2 separate regions of the Dromaius novaehollandiae genome follow, and region 2 is linked to region 1. A link is a contact called in public Hi-C data. All regions are on one chromosome and are shown on one strand. The core of a region is the stretch at or near the end of the contact, and the rest is flanking DNA. Distances in the headings are between cores, read along the strand shown.

Evidence for each region. A called contact is a pair of places that touch in the nucleus more often than the background predicts.
Region 2: a contact with region 1 is called in a Hi-C map of liver, with 6 times the contacts expected there. The contact joins the enhancer-like site here to the promoter of SIPA1L2 in region 1. A contact is called at or near these places in 2 of 4 Hi-C or Micro-C datasets (brain and liver).

The regions. Positions count from the first base shown.
Region 1 is chr3:80,516,842-80,520,391 of bDroNov1.hap1, forward strand. It overlaps SIPA1L2 (signal induced proliferation associated 1 like 2), which reads left to right and starts at 2,050. Exons shown (of 22, transcript XM_064509253.1): 1 at 2,050-2,354.
Region 2 is chr3:80,958,045-80,961,501 of bDroNov1.hap1, forward strand. All of the region lies in intron 9 of DISC1 (DISC1 scaffold protein), which reads right to left. Among named protein-coding and RNA genes, the nearest start is that of DISC1, 140 kb to the right of the region's middle. Within about 2 kb of position 2,182, at least 1 of the 2 cell types and tissues checked has open chromatin away from gene starts, as enhancers often do.

The sequences.
Region 1 (3,550 bases), core at 800-3,299:
GAGAACTGGATAGTAAAGAAATTACAAACGAGTACTGACTACCATACTTTGTGTACACTTACATCTCCCTTAATCCCTTATCTTTCTATTGACATTTCCTGGGTTAGGTTTTAGAGGAATGGTCAATCCAAGAAGGACAGTGTTTATAGCATGGTCATAATGGAAAAATACATTGCTTCCTTCACTTGCGATATTTTTTTCTGAGGCTCCTTGTCCGGACGATAATAATATTATTCCTGTGGTCTTGTTTTAGTACAGGGATAGTCTATCTGTACTAGTGATTTTGGTTAGAAATAATAATATCCAAAAATGTTTTTTTTTAACTAAAACTATAACACTCAAGGAGGCATCCAAACACTCATAATGTGTGTGATGTGATGGAATTTACCAATGTGGACTGTATTTCGTGATTTAAAATGCATATTAAAGGAACAGTTAAGCCTGCACTGGGTGTTTTGGATCTTGGTGTACATGTGGCAGCTCCTTTCCACTACATCCTTCTTCTCTGTTTCCAGCAAAAGGTAGGCAGTGAGGAGACGTTTACAAGGCAGTGGAATAATTGTAAATGTCAACATGCAGCTTGCTCACCAGAGCTGAGCAAACTGGTACGACCAGAAGTTACATACTCATGAGAGGTGGGTGCGGGCGGAGGGGAAAGCAAGCAAGAGAGGACTAAAGAAAATAAAAGAATCATGAATTGTTTCTGTAGGGCTCTGTAGGAGTAGACTTTAATTCCAATGCTGTTGCAGGCCTCGTAATTTGGGGTAGCAGACGGGAGCAGCCACATCAGTCATGATAACATCTTTTATGTTGCAACCTCTGTGTAGAGGTGGGTCTTACGACTGCAGATGTGGCCCCTTGCAGAACTGTCCCACAGAGCAGAAACAGGGAAATTCAAATTTCAAAACCAGACTTTGGTTTGCTTACCAGAGCTCATGGAGGAGGCGGAGAAAATGCCGATACCTTGCCATGGCTTATTTGGCAGGCAAACTAAACATGCTCAGAGCTGTACAACATGGAAGGAAAGCACCGCTGTATATGTGACCATATGCAATTTAAAAGCCGCATGCAGGAGGCAGAACACATAGGGCAATTCAGAGGACTCGGCTGCCGTGCATTTACTTATTACAGGTATTTTTGGTTTGAAGTTATAGGTGAGAACAACAGACACTAAAGGACGGGAACAAAACCAAAGACTTGGCAGGAGTCGCTCCCCGCTGCGAGCCGAGGGTCTCGCACGGCAGTGCCGATTGAGTATGATTTGATTTTCAGGGCTTCCACTGGATAACGCAGAGCTTTTGAGGGTGACACAGGGGTCTCCTTGCTACTGGGCGGGTCCCGGGGAGGGGGGGGCGCCCGGCCCGCGCGCAGCGGCCGTTGGCGCTAACGGCCGCGGGGCAGGCGCCGGCGGTCGAGCGGCGGCCCGGGGCGCGGAGCCGGGCCGGGCCGGGCCGGGCGGCGTTGTCCAGGGTCTTGAAAGCGGGGACGACGAGCCGTGCGGGGTAGGGACGCGCCGCCGCGCTGCGGAGGGCACCGCTCTGCCCGGGCCGTCCGCGACGGCTCGGCTCCGGCACGGCGACGCCCGAGCGCCCGAGTCTGCCGAGGCACCGGGGCGGCAGCCCGCGCTCACTCTGGCTCGTTGCCGGGCAGGGCGCTTCCCGGGCTGTTCGCCCCAGCTCGCCCCACCTGTTGCTCCCTTCCGTTCATCAGCCGGCCGCCTCGCCCCGGACCCCACGGCGCACCGCGGAGCCCGGGCCGGCGCGAGGACCCCTCCCGCGCACCCGGCCTGGGTGGCTGAAAGCGGGGAGGGGGCCGGCGGCGGGCACGCTGCGGGGCGGGGCCTGGTGTTTTGGTTGTGCGACAGCGCGAGTGGCCAATGCGGAGTTCGTATTCCCCCGGGGCCGAGCCGACCGAGCCAATGGGAGGAGGGGCGGGAGAAGGGGTGGGGCCTCAGGGTGTGTGAGGGAAAGCGAGAGCGTGTGTGTGTGTCGGCGCCGCTCCCTCCCCTCCCCTCCCCTCCCCTCCCCTCCCCTCCCCTCCCCTCCCCTCCCCTCCGCCTCTCTTCCCTGTCCGGCGGCTGAGGCGCACTCGAGACCCAGCGCCGGGAAGAACGTGAGGGAGCGAGCGCGAGGAAGGGGGCGGGGGGAGCAGCGCGCGAGACCCCAACGGACGCTCCCGTTACGTTAACGGCTCCGCCGCCCCGCGGACAGTTCGTCCCGCGGGAGAGGCGAGGAGCGCGGCCGCTCGCAGGGAGCAGCGCGGGGAGAGGCGAGGCGAGGAGCGGGCGCGTGTGTGTGGAGAGGGGGGCGATGGGGATCCCGCGGCGAGAGCAGCCGCAGCGAGGGCAGCAGCAGGTAAGGAGCGGCGCCTGCCACCGCGTCCGTGCCCCGCGGGAGGAGTGCGTGCGGGGCGGAGCGGGGGACGAGACGGGACGGGACGGGTGGGCGAAGGAGAGCGGAGCGGGCGGGTGCTTTCCCTCCCGACAAGGGCTACAAGGGCTCGGGGGGCAGTTTGGAGAGGGGAGGCGGTGGGAGGGGACCCCTCTCCTGTCTCCTCTCCCCTACCTTTGGGGAACCGCCGGCTGTGGGGGAGGGAATCTCGGTTTCTCAGGCGCTCCGTGGGGCGCCCCAGCTGTGAGGACGGCGGTCTGCGGGGGGAAGCGGCGGGTCTGCCGCCCTGCGGAGCGGGAAGAGGAGCCCCCCGCACCGGCAGCGGCGCCCCCGCCTGGGCCACGGTGTCGCCCTCCCCCCTCTGCGCGCTCGCCCTAGCCCGCCGCCCCGCTCTCCCCGCCGCGCCGGAGCGGGATCGCTTGCTCCCGCACGTCGCCTTTATAAATAGCTTTGTGACCTGCCAACTAAATAATACTCGCGAGGGTGGCCGTGGGGGCGGCACGGGTGTAAATCGGGTCATCAGTCACTTAGAGAGTGCTCTCTGACCGTCTCTAACAGCTCTGCGCGTAGTCACGTTGTTTCGGTCTTTGAAGCCCACTTAAAGAATAATGGCAATTACAGAGTAAGTTTGTCGTCATAGGACATCTCTGGGATATGGCTTTGTTTTTCAGAGGGAAGGCAGTAGAATGGGGACCAGGCATATAAAATAACAGAGAGAAAGATTCTTTAGCCCGTGTCGTTTTCTTAAGTGATTTTAATGCAATTTACTTGTTTACTTGTGTCTGAGACCCAACCGTATTTTCAGCTGTATTCTTTGCACTCTTTGTTACATTGTAATGCTTTACTACGTGTTCGGTGATCCAGTCTCCAAACTGTTTGATTGATTAAATGATAGCCAGTTGAGATCAACTTTGCTTTAGATTTTCTCTTTTCTAGTTACATAGCTCATCTGTGGTGCTGCACAGCATTTTGCGTAGAAGGTACATGTCTGCGTGAATGAGGAACTAGCGTTTAGCCAGCTCTTGACAAAGACTACTCTGAAGTTGACAAATTTCAGATGTGGCTATTAACATTCACAAAATAGGTCAGTAAGCTAGTTTAGTACTTGATGCTGGATTATTTTAACACATTAGTAGTTTGGATATTCTGGCAGAAACTAG
Region 2 (3,457 bases), core at 932-3,431, 440 kb after region 1:
CCAGTATGTCACATTACATGCTGGAGGTCTAGTATCTACAAGTTAGCAATCTGCACTGCAGAACTTAGTTCTTTTAGATCAAGTTCTCAACTACTCTTTAAAGAGCAGTAGGAAAAGCCACGTTAGGTTGTCAATGAGAGACACTAGGAGAGCTGTTGTCTGCCCCACACTATATAGAAAGTCAGACTAAATGATATAACAGTCTCTCCTGGCCTCAGCCCCATGTAGAAGAATCCTTACCTCAGAGAAGCTGAGAGACTAATTAATTTGTGCTTTAAAAAACCTTCAGAAACTTCAACGAATGATGCTACTCTACTTGCAAATCATTTACTCTTCTCTTTAATTTAATTCAGACTCTTTTTCCCTTAGCATATTCAGTGTGTCCCACAGTTGATATGCTGAATAAAGCACAGAAGTAGAACATGCTTTTCAATTCAAGACTGATGATCATGCAAATTCCTTCAACATGATGTTTTTGCATTCTGTATATGCTAGGCTGGCTGGAAAGCTGAAAAATAAACTAAAACTTTGGACTGCATTTTGAATAAAGAAGAGAATTCGGTTAAATGGCATTTGTTTTTGCCCTTTGTTCATTTCTGTTGTTCTCCACGTCCCAAAAGGTTTGCAATGATACCTTCCTAGCCATCTGTTGCAGAAACAAACAAACAGACAAACAAAAAAGGACAAAACTACATGCAACTGTAAGGCTTAATTTCCTTTGATACTAGCAGGAGATCCAAGCTGAAGGCAGAAAGTGTCTTCCTTTTTGACACGCTTCAATTCAGGAGAAAATAAAATGTCCAGATCCTCCTGGCACACATCCTGCTCAACAACGGGATCTGCCTCCAACTGGGCACTCAACCCTGAAGAACAACTACCCCAGGTCCCAGGAACAAGCTATCACAGAAAGGGCTGAACAGGACCACGGCTTACTCGTTTGGGGCCTGGTCAGACAATCTCCTCCAACACCTCTCTGCTGAAGTGAACAGTTCAAAGGCAATTTATCCTGGCAGTTACCCAAGATGACAGGCTTTGCACAGCAATGAAGAGGCCAAAGATACAAATGCCACTGCATTCAGGTTACAAGTGGAAAAGAACTAAAACTATCACGTTGTTCTCTGTGACAGCTTTAATCCAGGATTAAAACTAGAACAAAGCCTGACTTTAAAATCAGTCTTAATCTGCGCTTATATTTTTTTGCTAATTTTCAAAAGAATAAAGTGATTCCCTTTGACTAGCAATCATTAAAACAGGCTCATTGGCAATCAAATCATGCTGTATGTCAAAACATAAGCTGTATGTTCTGCGAGGGCATAACATACACTATTTAAACAACTACAACCTACCAGAGTCTTATTTTCATATTTATTTTATTGGAAAATGGTAAGACAAATTTTCACCATGATATTTTAAAATCTGATATTTATATCAAGCTCATTTGAATGAAAGTGAGTCCTTTTTAAAAGGCACAAAAGGACACTGGAAAACAGTATTGATTAGCTAAATTAATTACTTTTGGTGGGTTGTGTTCTCATGAAGAAAGGCAAATTTATCCAAAACTGTATTTAAAATTGATCAAGCAAAAGCAACATCGCCTCAACTAAGGGAGCAGACATAATCAGTTCTGGGCCTCAAATGCCACCCAAGCAGATCCTGTCTTTCCATATCCAGGTTTTATTTGCAGACTGGAAAAGGGAAAACAAGCTTCTTGCTAGTTTAACTCAATCAATTTCTCGGTGTTCAATAAAACAGCCACTGAACTGAATCAGTCAAATAAACTGAAACAGAAAATGATCTCCCTGCTCCTGTATGAGAGGCAAGAAAGATAAGGCATCGTCAAAAGTCAGGAGTTTCAAACAAACCCAGATCCCAGGTGCTTGGAGTCCAAACCCACCCTCCTGTCACCCTCCCCCCAATCAGCAGCTGCACTTTCCGGCTGAAGTTTTAACTAGACATAGTTCAGTCCTGTTCATGAGAAGTTAAATATGAAAAAAGTACTTAATATAACGAGCTTGGGCCTTCACAGCTACATAATATCAAACCCAATTTCAGATCGTTTCCTTTCCTTTCCAATTTTAAATGTACCCTGATTTATTTATTCCAGGTCTGTAGACGTGGGTCTGCTGCGAGCTCTCACGCTGTGCTGTGCTACAGGCAGCTGCCTGGGGCCTTGGTCCGCAGCACGCAGCGAGGGCTGTGCTTCGCTTCCCCTTCCTTATACCGCTCGCCTGGGATCGCCCAGCTACACAGAGGTGTCCCGTGGCAACAGGCGATTTCAGAGGCCACCCCACATCAAGGCCTAGCCACAGGGCTGCCCAGCTCTGCCATGGGCAACTACTCCAGCACAGAGCCACAGCCACGACTCCCTCAGCGCACCCCCAAAATAACAAGGGTTTTTTGTAGGAGTGCTCTTTCTTAACCCTTTCTCAGTGCCCCATCTCAGATCCAACCCCCCACCCTTTCTGGTGGGAGGATTTATTTATTTATAATCACAAGCAAATAAGGCACACCTACAGAGCACCAGGTCTTCTAGCTGCCACTTCCCCAGGGACACCTCCGCTGCCATTATATCCAATTCAGTGTTAATAAACCATAATGAGTCAGGAGAAATAACTGCTATCCCAACCCTTCCCCCCAGAGAGCGCCAGCAGATGTTAAAAGGAGAGATCAACAGCAGGGCACTGCCAATCACCTCAGTGTTATTTTAACATTAATTTTCTGTTCCGCTTTTAAATTTCACTGTTACAAAGAGGGGATAAAAGAAATAAATCGTCTCTGTGAATACAGTTCACTCATATGGAGGTAAAATCTAGATAATTCCATTCACACTTGCATGGAAAAACATACCTAATACTGCTCTATCACCTGAAATGATACAAAGCCAGTGTAATCTGAATCAACTGGCCTCCTGTTTGCTACACAATCTAGCACAATAAAGCTCAGGGGTTTTCGTCTGCATTTGCAGAAGCACCAGTTCCCAGAGCAGAGAGCTGAAAAAGCCCCTCTTTACTGAGCTCTGCTGCAGACACACACGAAATACTGCGTTCAGTTCTGGACACCTCATTACCAGAAAGATAACACACTAGAGAGAGTTACTAGAGAAGCAACAAAAATGCTAAGTGGTGATTGAAGAGACTGATTACATAAAGACATTAAAAGTTAACTACATAAAGGTCGGCTAAGGAACAACTTTCCTGGGGACACAATAACGGCCCGTAAATATTTGAATGATATACATGCCAGTGAGGAAAATGAATTATTGAGGATGACCCAAACTAGATATAATTAGGAATAACAAGATGAAATTAAGAAAGGTCTGAATCTTAAGAAATAAGCAAGCGTAATAGAAGCCAGGCTTTGAGAAGTCTATTGCCTGGATAACTTAATAGGTCTTTTGTATCTCTGCCTCCTGTAACTCTATGATAATAATGATGGAGCAAAAGAAAGGACTCAAAGT